4 separate regions of the Mus musculus genome follow, and regions 1, 2 and 4 are each linked to region 3. A link is a contact called in public Hi-C, HiChIP or PLAC-seq and promoter capture Hi-C data. All regions are on one chromosome and are shown on one strand. The core of a region is the stretch at or near the end of the contact, and the rest is flanking DNA. Distances in the headings are between cores, read along the strand shown. Region 1 overlaps Nln (neurolysin (metallopeptidase M3 family)). Region 2 overlaps Nln (neurolysin (metallopeptidase M3 family)). Region 3 holds the start of Srek1 (splicing regulatory glutamine/lysine-rich protein 1). Region 4 overlaps Nln (neurolysin (metallopeptidase M3 family)).

Region 1 (3,047 bases), core at 365-2,864, 270 kb before region 3:
TCGCATGTGACCTGAGCCAGTTCTCCCACATGCAGAGTCTCCATGAACAGGCTTCTTTCTCAGTTATTAGGTGGTGTTCTGATAGCAGGGCAAAGTGTGAATGTCTCTACTTTCACATGTCCCTGTGGGCTCTTAGAGTTTGTGACTTTGACATCAGACATGATTTCATTGAAGATCCCTCTTTTATTGTTCTATTGTTTTGTTCTGTTCTGTTTTGTTTTGTTTGTTTTGTTTGCTTGTTTTTGTTTTTCGAGATAGGGTTTCTCTGTGTAGCCCTGGCTGTCCTGGAACTCACTTTGTAGACCAGGCTGGCCTCGAACTCAGAAATCTTCCTGCCTCTGCCTCCCCAGTGCTGGGATTAAAGGCATGCGCCACCACGCCCAGCTTTGTTTTGTTTTTTTTTAATCTGTGTATAAGTATGTACATATATGTTAACATAGAATAAATGCTAACATAAACCAAAGTGTGCATGTGTATAATGCGTGTTTGGGAAGTTGCTCATTTCTTTTGTACGCTGCAACTTTTATATATACTTTTTTAGCTTTCTAAAGGATGACTTTTACGTGTCTGTCTTTATGATTATGGATGCCAGTGGAAGCCAGACGAGGGCATCAGATCCCTTGGAGCTATCCAGGTGGTTGTGAGCCCTCAACATGATCCTCGGAACTGACCTTTTGGAAGAACAACGAGTCAGTTCTCTTACCCACTCTCCAGTCGCTCCAGCCCCTGAAGTATTTTATCTTTCTAATAAGAGAAAGGTTTTTTTCTGAAGACGAAGAATGCGCAGGTGATTTTTTTAAAGCAGAATTATTGATTATCTCCTTGCACGGTGTACAAAGAATGGTAGGATAGAATTCAAAATAAGTTAGAGTGCTTTGGATTTTTAGGATTCAAGGACATGAAAGGCAAGAATCTAAAAGCGGAAAGTCAGTAGAGGTGAGACAAGTAAAATGTTAAGCACTCAAAGAACATAGAGGAAAGACATGAGGCAGGCGATAGGTCAGGTGGAGTCTAAGAGAAGCTGTCTCTGAGTTACCTCAGTTAGGTTCTCCACAGCGCACATTCTTCTCACACCTCAGTGCACAGACCTTGAGCGGGGCATCCCCTGGGCATGTGCTGGGCTGTCGGGCATAGGATGGTAAGCCAAGCTCTCTCTGACTCAGCATCAAGGTTAAGTGGAACTTTTGTTCTTATCTGAAAAGGAGCAGTTTAAGTAAGTGCCTAGTTAGGACAGCGTAGGTAGCCTGAAGGCAAACCCGTGAAGTTCAGTTGTGATATTCAAGACTTTCCCAAATTGTGTTTCTTCCTGTCCTCAGACACCGACCTGCTCAAGTGCAGGGCTGCAGTGAAGACTAAGAAAAGATGAACCGTTTCTCACATCTTCTTTGTTACTGTTATTTTTTTCCAGTGATGCCTAGATATGTTCAAAGATAAAACCGTGACTTCTTACCCATCTAGTGACAGGAAAGTCTAGTAAATAGTGGCCACTTGTTTTTAGTGCCTTGCTTTGTGACCTGAACTTCTCATTAGCCTTCAATGTGGGGTAGATCAGACACATCAGGATCTGGACTTCGTGCTATTAAATCAGCAGTTGGCCCCATGAGTCAGCCAAGGTCTCTTCTCCGGAGGGCTGTCACTGTCTTAGGCATGTTGTGCTGACTCATTCCAACAGTTGCCTTTGCTCTGCTTTGGAGTTTTTTTTTTTTTATCATAAAAAGGAACCACAGTTATAACCAGTAAAAGGAGTTGGTCTCTTAATTCGATACTAACAACCTGTAGTGCTTAAGAGTTAAAAGGGCTCACATGACAAATTTAGTTACGTTTGTGTCATTTGACTCTACTGTGTAAGCTTAAACATTAATCTCTACATCAGCAAGACATAGGTTTTAAATCTGCAATGGAATAGATTTTAGGCATCCTAATGTCTATTTGGGAGATAGTAACACAAAGACTCATATTTAAGAGTTGGAAAGGCAGCTCAGTAGTTAAAAAAAAAAGTTGCTCTTGGGGAGGACCCAGGTTCAGTTCCCCACACCCACATGGCAGCCATAACCATCTATACCTCCAGGTCCAGGAGATCCAAGCCTACCAGCCTCCATGCACACCAGGTATGCACGTCTGTGTATATGCATACAGGCAAACACCCACATGCACAGAATGAATCTTAAACAAGTAAAACCAAAAACCAGAAAGAAAAGTAACTTCCTTTCAAAATTCCCCATCGAAACAGAAGTTAACCATATTTTTTTAGGCTCCCATGATCAAACATTTTCTGCAAGAAGTGTGCTCTGATTTGCCCATTGGGTTGTCGTGTGGCTTCACACTTAGCTTTATCTGGAAGATAGATGAGCATTGCTAGCTTTTATTATGTTTAACATCCCCAAACTGATGATGCTGAGAACTACGTAGGGAATCACTCTAGGACTCTAAACCTGGGAAGTGGTATAGTCGCTTGTGAGTGCCAGTTCAGCCACCCACTCCACAGTCCTGCGCAGGAGGCCCCCTCACACTGCAAAGCCAAAGTCCCCATTTCCGTGTCTATGCTGACTATGGTATCCTTTGGCTTAGGAGTTTCCTGGTTTGCTGGAAATTGAGCTTTTGAATTTTGTAGATTTTTTTTTGTCTTCATGTGAAAAATATTTAAATGATGTTGCCCAAAGGGTTCACAAAGGCGCAGCATGGCTGACTTTTGGGAAATCTGTAAGCAGGCGAGCTATTTTTAACTTTTACTCCTTCCTTGCAAACATTTCCTTTTGTTCTCTAGAGAACATTGTTGATCTGTTCATTCATTGGCAGTGTTCTGCCCCACTAGCAGACTTAGGGAGAATAGGCCCTCTCTTCTTCACGCTGGTGACGTAATTGTGTTGCTTCTTAGTTGTCCAATTTTGGCTCTAACTCATGAGTTACTCATTTGTTCATGTTTTTTTTTTTTCCTGGATACTGAGCAGACCCTTCCCCCAGTGTGTGTGTGTGTGTGTGTGTGTGTGTGTGTGTGTGTGTGTGTACACGCGTGTAGACCCTTCCCCCAGATTTTGTGTGTCTGCGTT
Region 2 (3,020 bases), core at 298-2,797, 310 kb before region 3:
AGTCTATGTATGTGTGTGAAGAGCCAGTCCAAAGGAACTGTAAGATGAGATCCATAGAGTGAGCTGGATGAGGCCAGAGCCCAGAGCAAGAAATGGGTGTTAGCCAAGATGGGTGCCTATTCAACTTGTGAGGTGGGGAGGGGTAGAATGAAGCAAGTGGCTGTGCTTATAATAGGAGCTTTCCTTCTGTGGTCACGGTGAGGAAACATCCAGGAGAGCCATCAACAGAGGAGAAAGACAGGGAACTGGTCAGGTTCAAGGTGGTGTGCGGAATTGGAGACAGACTTTTACGGATGAATTCTAAGTTAATTAAAATCCAGTTCAAGTGAGACACAGATATGATAGAAGGAAAGCCATAGCTCAGTGTGATCACCTGAGTGTAAGGACAGAGACGGTAGCTGGCTATGTGGTCTTGAGCAGGGTTGTTAAGGTGAATTGCAAAAGGATTCGCAGCTGGATTTTAATGAAAGATAGTTGAATGGACAGGTGAGGTTTAATGTTAATGTTCTTGCACCAGGGGCAGGAGTACTTGTAGAAGCTCACCAGGACAGCTCTTATACAGGGCCCCTACATGTGGGGATGACCCCACTGTATGTCCACACTCCAACTGCACTGTTTCCTCCTGACGGCCACCCTTAGTCTAGGATGTGCATATACCCACCGTGCTGTTCATTTCTAAGAAAACAGGCTCGGGGAGCCATTTGAACAAGGAAATCTGTGCTGCTAGATACCTGGAACATAGCTGCGTGGCAGTGGCAGTTCTGAGCAAGCTCTTCCCATTCAACCTCTTGAGCTAAATGTAGGTACAGAAAGGCCAGAGTGGGGCCTGGAAAGTACTGCAAACAGCCAGGCCTAAGGGTAACATGTCAGAGAAGCCAGGCGGGCTGAGGAAGTGCAGGGGTGCACAGAGTGAAGGTGTAAGGGATACGGTGGAGCATCAGTGCAACTCAGAGGTGGGAAGAGAGGAGGTTATGGTAAAGAGCGGGCTGCTCTTATCCTCTCTGAGAGCGTCTCTGAGTGGTGGTGAGAATAGTGCACATGAGCGTTCTTAGGGTAAGGCAGATCACAAAGATGAAACTGAAGGTCATCCGCCTCCCTGAAACTCTTCAGCATGGCCACAGAGTTTAAGATGGAGAAGACTGGAGGCCAGGAGAGGACTCAGAGGTTAAGAGTGTGTACTGTTCTTCCAGAGGACTCGAGCTCCAGCTCCAGAGCTCCAGCACCCACTTCTGGTTTATGCCGGCACGATGCACATGTGATACACAAGCAGGCACAAGATGAGTAAAGTCTTTCCTAGAATAAATCTTTTTAGGGTGGGGGGTAAGTCTCTGTGACCTAGTCTTAGAGCAGAGGTCAGAGGCTGGGGGATGACAGCAACAGAGAGCTGGTGAGGGACAGAGCCGGAAAGCAGCAGCCTGGGAAGATCAGGAGGATGACCGGGGAAGCCGCCTCAAAGGTCTAAAAGACTACATCTTGTAGAGGTCTGGTTGCATAAGGAACTTGAGAGAATGAGTCACTTCATTGGTGGGTGGAACAACCCAGTCCTCAGGAATCCAGGTGTGCTTGTCACCTCTGTCACTATGACAAAGCACCGAGGCTCGCAGGATCAAAGGAGGGAAGCTCAGTTTTGGTTCACAGGGTCAGAAGTTTCGGTCCCTAGTGTTGACCTGTTACTGTGGCCTCTCACAGCACAAGCACATCATAGCTGGTGTGTGCCCGGGGAGGTCTGTCTACCTCAGGGAGGCTGGGAAGAAGAGAGAGTCAGGGGCTGAAGGGCAGCTCCCTGTGTTGATCACTTCTTGTGCTACCAGGACTAACACCCAACGGAGGCAGGTAAAGAAGGAAGGATTTATTTTGGCTCACAGTCCTAGGTAGGGGAGCCATCACAGCAGCAGGAGGGGGGTGGCTGGCCACACTGCATCTACACCCAAGATGCAGAGTGGTTAATGCTGGTGGTACTCATCTTGCTTTCTCCTTCATATGCAGACTGGGACCCCAGCCATGGAATGGTACCTCCTGTGTTTAGTGTGGGTCATCTCACCACAGTCAATTTAACCTAATAGTCTCAGACAAGCTGTGAGGTTGTAGAGGTTGTCAACGTGACAGTCGGTGTTAGCCATCACATCCCATCCACTCACCTCCCTCCCTAGGGCTATCTCCTGAAGGCTTCCCAACTCCCCAGCAGCACCATGGCTTTAGAGACTAGGCTATCAGATTGGGGCAACATTTAAGACCCATGTGACAGCCTGGCGAGATGGCACGTGCCTGAACCCCACTTGGGGTAAGGCTGTAAGGGCCCTTGGAAGGCTAAGGCAGGAAGATCATGAATCTGATGCTAGCCTGGGCAACATAGCAAGATCCAAGCTAGCTTGGACCACTTAGAGAAACCATGTCTAAAGAAACAAAAGAGTCAATCTAAATCACAGTAGCCAGCTTCTGTTAGGACACAGGGGGAAAAGAAGTTCTCTGTGGTACAGTTGGGGGAAGGGAAGCTTAGAGAGAGGTGCATCAGGGCACAAAACTCTGGGGTTAGGGACAGAATGGATGGCATGAAGGAACAAGTTGAAGGGCCTAGTGAGATAGCTAGGGAAAAAGGAGCTTGCCACCAAGCCTCATGACCTGAGTTTGATTCCTAAAACTCACATGTTGGAAAGAATGGACCAACCTCGACAAGTTCCCACCGACTTCCACACGTACATTGTCAGCTATAATGGTGCACACCTTCAATATTAAAAGGCAAGCAGGAAAGGCAAGTGGATCTTTGTGAGTTCCAGGCTAGCCTCTTCTACATAAGTTACAGGCCATCCTATTTCAGAAAAAAAAAATGCTTTTGAGAGTGCTAGAGAGGTGGTTCAAAGGCTAATAGTATGGACTGTTCTTGCAGAGGATGAGTTTAGTTCTCAAGACCCAATCAGGCCACTCACAAACTACCTGTAACTACAGCTCCAGGGGATCCGCTCCCTCTTCTGCCCTCTTCAGACAGGGCAGGGCAGGGCAGAGCTGTGTGTGTGTGTGTGTGT
Region 3 (2,727 bases), core at 184-2,683:
AAGTAAGCAAGGCAAACATTTACCAATGTAACTACACCCTCATTTCTACTGTTGCTTTAAGACCATCAGAACAAAGGTGAAAAGAGCAACAAAGTCTTTTTGTTTTTGTTTTTCTTCTTTTGTTTTTTTGAGACAGGGTTTCTCTGTGTAGCCCTGGCTGTCCTGAAACTCACTCTGTAGACCAGGCTGGCCTCGAACTCAGAAATCCACCTGCCTCTGCCTCCCAAGTGCTGGGATCAAAGGCTTGCACCACCACCGCCCTGTGGCAACAAAGTCTTAATAATTAGTACATGTGTTGGGGTCTCCCTCCCCCAGCATAGCTGTAGCCATTTCGTTCCATGTCTGCTAGCTACTTCATATGTTGCTGTAGTGTGCCTGCCAGTCATTGACACAGAAAAATAACTTGACTCAGAACAGAGTCATGCTGATCACATACCCTGTTCTGTTCTGTGTGTTATGAGGTTTGTTAATCTTAAGAAATTCCACAACTGTAGGCTTCATGTAGGACCCATCAAATTAAAGGTCAATATAAACTGTCACGTCTAAAATGGCTTGAGTGAGGGCTGACTACCAGGCAGCCCTTCCAGCACCTGCATTGGAGCCCACTGTGGTTTGAGCGGTTTTAACCTTTAGAAGATGGCCATTAAGAAATATCCAGCGCTCAGCTTTTTGAGCTGTTGCCCTGGTCCATCAGGCTTGTGGTGTGAGTTATATAAACCATCCCTGTTTAACTGAGTTTGATGTTTGTGTGCTTTGTAGAGCAACTCCAGGACCCCAATAAGTTTTTATATTGTGGGCCCACAGGAATGGACTTGAACCATGAACTTTGGATATAGCTGCTCTGGTTGAAAATGATTGCGCAGTATTAAGGTGCAAGTTGCATGTAGACAGTTTGTGTCTTTTACCTGCCTTTGTCTAAAAGTATAGATATTAGGGCCCGCTAGTAAATAAATTGCATGTTATAAATTGACAGCAAAGCCTTTCATTCACTCATTTACCCTAACCTCCATAATTGGTGTGAAAATTTCCAAGAATTCTCATAATCAGGGTGCCTGCCAATTTTGAAAATAGGTTAAGCGGGGTTGCAGCCTGTATTTAATAATGAAGCTATTGTTTGGTCAGGTATTAATGTATAATGTCCAGATGTCATTGTCCCTTTACCACTGCAGCCCAGGCCTCTGGGTTCCTCCGCCTGATGTGGAGAAAGAGCCGAGCTGCTTAACTGACAGAAGCATCGAGAAGTGATGGAGTTTGTAGGCACAACCTCCGCAACCCTCACTGCAGCAGCAGGTAAACCTCTCTGAAGACCTAGTGACGCCTAGCAACAGTCCCGGCGACCTGACCCCAGGGCTGCGGCCGCCAGGACCCGCGGGGAGCCGCCGCGTTGCCAGGGCGACGCTTCCGGCCGGCGCGCGCAGCCCCCGGAGCAGGAGAGTTGCGCGATGGGCGGCTAGACGTGCCCGGGCGCGGAGGATTAGCTCTCGGGAGCGCGCTCGCGGCCGCGCGCCTCTGCTTCCCAGGCTCCGTCGCTGACGCGTCGTGGACGTTGGGGAGCGGGAAGGCAGCAGCAGCGAGGCCGGGATGAACAGCGGCGGCGGCTTCGGCTTGGGCTTAGGCTTCGGCCTCTTCCCTACGACGGTGATTCAGGTGACGAACCTCTCGTCGGCGGTGACCAGCGAGCAGATGAGGACGCTCTTTTCCTTCCTAGGAGAAATCGAGGAGCTACGGCTCTACCCCCCAGAGTGAGTGCTGGAGCCCGGCGGGGGGAGGGGCGCGCCGCCATCCAGACCTCGGGCGCCGAGGGAGGCACGGGGCGAGCGCGGGCGTCACGTGACGGCGCGCTTCCCTAGGCGGCCATGTTTGATGAGGGCACCCGGCCGGCCGCGGGGCCTCTCCGCGGTGAGGTTTTGTTAATTGAGCTCCACGCGGGGTTCCTGCAGAGGACTTAGGGGTGCCTTCCTCTCTCGAGCCTCCGGGACTGTGGTTGATGCCCGGCCTTCGAGTTGGGTGCCCCGGGCCTTTGGTTTCCCCCGAACTTAAGATGGCCGCAGGTGGGCCGGCGACAGTCCTCATGGCAAATGCCTATAACGTTTCTTTTTTTTTTTTTTTTTTTTGCACTGGGAGAATCGTGGAGAACGCCAGCAACGCCAACGCCCGGACCTCTAGGTCTTAATGTCAGGCTGCTAGCGCTGCTGAGGGAGCGAGCGGATGACAACATGGAATCGGGGCTGTTTTTGTTCTCCGGGGTGATCTTAGACATTTACCATCGTTTTGGTTTTTCTAACCGAGCCCATATTCACGATCTTAAAGATCACGTCAATCTCTCCTTTTGGCAACAGCCTGAATTTTCCTTCTCCAAGAAGGTCACGCTGGCTCAGACGTTTCAAAAAGTATAAATCGGTGCAGAATTATCACTACTGTGTACATGTGTTTAAAATCCAGCGCTCGCTTCTTAGGCAGTGTACTTGAAGTGGTAAATTTCCCTTATGCAGTATTCACTAATCGGATAACTTGTAATGGTTTTACCGTTCGTAACATTCTCACACTCATAAACTTTAAGAAAATACTAAGGGCCACGGTATTTTGTTCTTTATGCTAAAATTATTTGAAGGAAAAGTTGTCCACGATTTTTTTGGGAAAAGATTTTGGCTTATTTCATAGTCATGCACACAGAACAATATATCTCTCTACTCTCTGTAAGTAGCAGAATGGCTACAAATTGATTTC
Region 4 (2,700 bases), core at 88-2,587, 290 kb before region 3:
TCAGTTTCCCAGTGTGCTAGTTAGTGATGGTTGCATTAGACCAATTTGAAGTCAGTTTCCCACAGACTATCCTTTTACCTGTGTGCACTTGTGTCCCTCGCTTTGAGAGTGTGTGGTTTTCATCTTGATGTAGACTGCGAATGTTACTCTTATGTTGTTGAGTGCCTTCCTGTAGATACAGAAGGGAATTGTGTCTACCTACCGTGGGGACCTACCGTAAGCATGTGCACAGCCATGGAGGAGCTATGAGTGCCACTCAACTGGCTAATGAGACAGTGGGATTAGCCGTTGTTCCCAGCTCAGAACCAAATGTTTGCCTCAGCTCAAGGCCAGCTCTCTGCTGTGTATCTCAGCCTCCTAGATCCTTAGCAATAAACCCAGCTCTTGCTAAACTCTGCTTACCATACTGCACGTGGTTATGGCCTAGATACTCCCCACCCACCCCCAAGCCTTACGATGTCATACCATAGAGACTCCTGTCGCCACACTCACACCTCAGGACAGACTTCCCGGCGCTATTGGAACTGACTAGACGAGCTCCAGTTAATGACATCCATATGAACGTTGTGATTTGAACTGTTCGCCATCCCTGCGGGAGCTAGTGCCTAGCCAGGTTGTCTCCCTAGACATTTTGGGTTTCTTCCCAGATACCTGCTGCTGGATCCCAGTAATTGCCAAAGCCATCTCAGGAGGGTTTCAACTCCAATCTTGCCCACAAACTCACAGTTCCACAGAGGCACAAAGGGAGATTATAATGGAAAAAGGAGTTTAACCGTTCTTACCCTCTGCTGAGAATACACTGGTGGAAGGTTGAGTAACGTTGGGAGTGTTGTAGCTCTGTGACACCGATTGTTTCGTGGTAGGCAGTGTGAAGTACTGTTTCTGTTCTGAGTCTCACTGATTGAAACGCAGCTCTGTTTACCTCCCTGTCATCGGCCATCTCAAATGCCATTTCTAAAACTAAACACCATTCATTAAAAACCTAATCAGTTGGGAAATTTGGAACACTCAGATCTGGATGGCCCTGGTCTTCCATGGAGAAAATGTCCAACTGACAGGAGGCCTGTAAGCTCCAGTGACAGAAGGCTGCCATTGTCCCTCAGCCAAAGTGAGTCTTTTGTACCTGCTGAGTCTGTCTGGAGTCACATTTCCTCCCAGGGACCATGAGCTGACCAGCCACCTTAGATACACACCACATATCCTGTGACTTCCTTTGGATTTTTGGATTTTTATTGTCTTGGCTGTGGGAATTTTCCAGCCCCCTCCAGGACCTTCTGTCCTTTGGAGGCTAGCAGCTTTCCTTGTGTTTTACTGGGGTGCTGACTCATTTTTACCAGATACTTACTTGTTCATGTGCAGCCTGCTGTAGTCCCTTGATCTCCCTTGCCAAGTGACAGGAAGGCGCTTTTGAAGTATTGGAGCCTTTTGCTGGAGTTTTATCCAACTGTCCTTGTTTGGTATTTTGGCAAGAGAGTCTTCTTACCCAGCATTTGTGCAGAGTTCACCCCATTATTTCTCTTCCTGCATCTCAAGGGGAACCAGGTTAACGACTGATAGACAATTAAATCCAGATGATTTGCAGTAAGAACTGTGCCTGGGTCATGCAGGCTGCTCAGAAGGAGACTATGCAAATGTGCCCATTAGCACAGCCTCCCCCAACCCCCCCACCCCACCCCAGCACTCTTAGCTCTGAGGCAGGGCAAGGCTAGTGTGCATGGCCTCTTATTTATTGAATATTTCTGTTTTAAATTAGCAGAAGCTCACCAAAGCATAAAAGGAATTAGGTCTTTAATAGGGCCTGCCCCACAGTCACCTGTGCTTCATGGCCCCACAGAGATGATGGATGCAGTACATTGGCTTTGGCCTGGGAGTTGATTGTTTGCTTGTGTGCTATTACAACAGAAATAGCTGACATGCTTGTTAATTTAAGGAAACGTGCGATTTGGAGAAGATAAAGCCTGAGGCCAGGCGATACTTGGAAAAATCAATTAAAATGGGGAAAAGGAATGGACTCCATCTTCCAGAACACGTAAAAAATGTGAGTTTCTTTCTTTTTATTTTTTTATTACTAAGTTTTATAGTAAGTATTAGTAGGTTGTTTGTTGACAGTTTTGTGTATGTGTAAGATGCATTCTGATTACTCTCTCACACATATAACCCTCGTCTGTCCGTCATTCTCTTATTTGAGGAGAAAAAGGAAAAAAAATGCACCAAGAACCAACAAGTAGGCAAAGAGATGAGTTTTAATAGGATAGCCCATACTTAAAAAAATCCATTTATGATATTTGATGCTTTTACTTTTCTTCTTTTAAAGATTTGTTTTATATGTATGTTTTTATATGTATGTATGTTTTATATGTATGTCTGTGAGTCTAAATGTGTGTGTGCTGATACCTACAGGGCCCCAAAAAGAGATTCTGGTGCCCTGGAACTACAATTATAGCAGTGGTTGTTAGCTGTCTAGTATGGGTGCTGGGAACTGAACAAGGGTTCTCTGGAAGAGCTGTAAGCTCTCTCAACCACTAAGCCATCTCCCCAGCCCCTGATTCAACTATTAAAACTTATGCTAACCTCATTAGTAACTAAACAACTTACAAATCTCTCACATACACACACACACACACACACACACACACTCATTTTAAAACAGGAACTATATAGTTCTATTTGACCTGGAACTTGCTAAGTAGACCAGACTGG

The links. Promoter capture Hi-C pulls out the DNA fragments that hold promoters and counts their contacts. A called contact is a pair of places that touch in the nucleus more often than the background predicts. HiChIP or PLAC-seq counts read pairs in DNA pulled down with a chosen protein or histone mark.
Region 1: a promoter capture Hi-C map of 3T3-L1-derived adipocytes shows a contact between it and region 3, with 7 times the contacts expected there. The contact joins the enhancer-like site here to the promoter of Srek1 in region 3. A contact is called at or near these places in 16 of 39 promoter capture datasets (the 3T3-L1 cell line, 3T3-L1-derived adipocytes, the HPC-7 cell line and 10 more), 2 of 15 datasets of contacts at CTCF or cohesin (the NIH/3T3 cell line and pro-B cells), 20 of 484 Hi-C or Micro-C datasets (the C2C12 cell line, the G1E-ER4 cell line, the N1E-115 cell line and 13 more), 21 of 115 datasets of contacts at active chromatin or transcription factors (the 230-238 cell line, the NIH/3T3 cell line, the SCID.adh cell line and 18 more) and 4 of 9 other capture datasets (adipose tissue, liver, macrophages and 1 more).
Region 2: an H3K27ac HiChIP or PLAC-seq map of trophoblast stem cells shows a contact between it and region 3, with 3 times the contacts expected there. The contact joins the enhancer-like site here to the promoter of Srek1 in region 3. A contact is called at or near these places in 17 of 39 promoter capture datasets (the 3T3-L1 cell line, 3T3-L1-derived adipocytes, the C10 cell line and 9 more), 3 of 15 datasets of contacts at CTCF or cohesin (the G1E-ER4 cell line, large pre-B cells and pro-B cells), 7 of 484 Hi-C or Micro-C datasets (B cells, the G1E-ER4 cell line, bone marrow-derived macrophages and 4 more), 27 of 115 datasets of contacts at active chromatin or transcription factors (the 230-238 cell line, the NIH/3T3 cell line, SST interneurons and 19 more) and 5 of 9 other capture datasets (adipose tissue, embryonic stem cells, liver and 2 more).
Region 4: a Hi-C map of embryonic fibroblasts shows a contact between it and region 3, with 4 times the contacts expected there. The contact joins the enhancer-like site here to the promoter of Srek1 in region 3. A contact is called at or near these places in 9 of 39 promoter capture datasets (the 3T3-L1 cell line, 3T3-L1-derived adipocytes, embryonic stem cells and 5 more), 1 of 15 datasets of contacts at CTCF or cohesin (the NIH/3T3 cell line), 7 of 484 Hi-C or Micro-C datasets (bone marrow-derived macrophages, cardiomyocytes, cerebellar granule neurons and 4 more), 16 of 115 datasets of contacts at active chromatin or transcription factors (the NIH/3T3 cell line, the SCID.adh cell line, T-cell acute lymphoblastic leukemia and 10 more) and 4 of 9 other capture datasets (adipose tissue, embryonic stem cells, liver and 1 more).

The regions. Positions count from the first base shown.
Region 1 is chr13:104,039,803-104,042,849 of GRCm38.p6, reverse strand. All of the region lies in intron 9 of Nln (neurolysin (metallopeptidase M3 family)), which reads left to right. It overlaps Gm30967 (a long non-coding RNA gene), which reads right to left. Exons shown (of 3, transcript XR_873894.3): 2 at 1,037-1,194. Among named protein-coding and RNA genes, the nearest start is that of Gm30967, 3.4 kb to the right of the region's middle. Within about 2 kb of position 1,614, at least 123 of the 459 cell types and tissues checked have an H3K27ac peak or open chromatin away from gene starts, as enhancers often do. A contact at or near this core is called in 3T3-L1-derived adipocytes, the C2C12 cell line, the G1E-ER4 cell line and 12 more, where this site is marked.
Region 2 is chr13:104,081,203-104,084,222 of GRCm38.p6, reverse strand. The region is part of intron 1 of Nln (neurolysin (metallopeptidase M3 family)); the gene reads left to right. Among named protein-coding and RNA genes, the nearest start is that of Nln, 27 kb to the left of the region's middle. Within about 2 kb of position 1,547, at least 28 of the 459 cell types and tissues checked have an H3K27ac peak or open chromatin away from gene starts, as enhancers often do. A contact at or near this core is called in trophoblast stem cells, where this site is marked.
Region 3 is chr13:103,773,314-103,776,040 of GRCm38.p6, reverse strand. It overlaps Srek1 (splicing regulatory glutamine/lysine-rich protein 1), which reads left to right and starts at 1,433. Exons shown (of 12, transcript NM_001361085.1): 1 at 1,433-1,742. The coding sequence starts at 1,582. It overlaps Gm52054 (a long non-coding RNA gene), which reads right to left and starts at 1,424. Exons shown (of 4, transcript XR_003950659.1): 1 at 1,005-1,424.
Region 4 is chr13:104,061,083-104,063,782 of GRCm38.p6, reverse strand. It overlaps Nln (neurolysin (metallopeptidase M3 family)), which reads left to right. Exons shown (of 13, transcript NM_029447.2): 4 at 1,931-2,038. Among named protein-coding and RNA genes, the nearest start is that of Gm30967, 25 kb to the right of the region's middle. Within about 2 kb of position 1,337, at least 29 of the 459 cell types and tissues checked have an H3K27ac peak or open chromatin away from gene starts, as enhancers often do. A contact at or near this core is called in T-cell acute lymphoblastic leukemia, embryonic fibroblasts and embryonic limb bud, where this site is marked.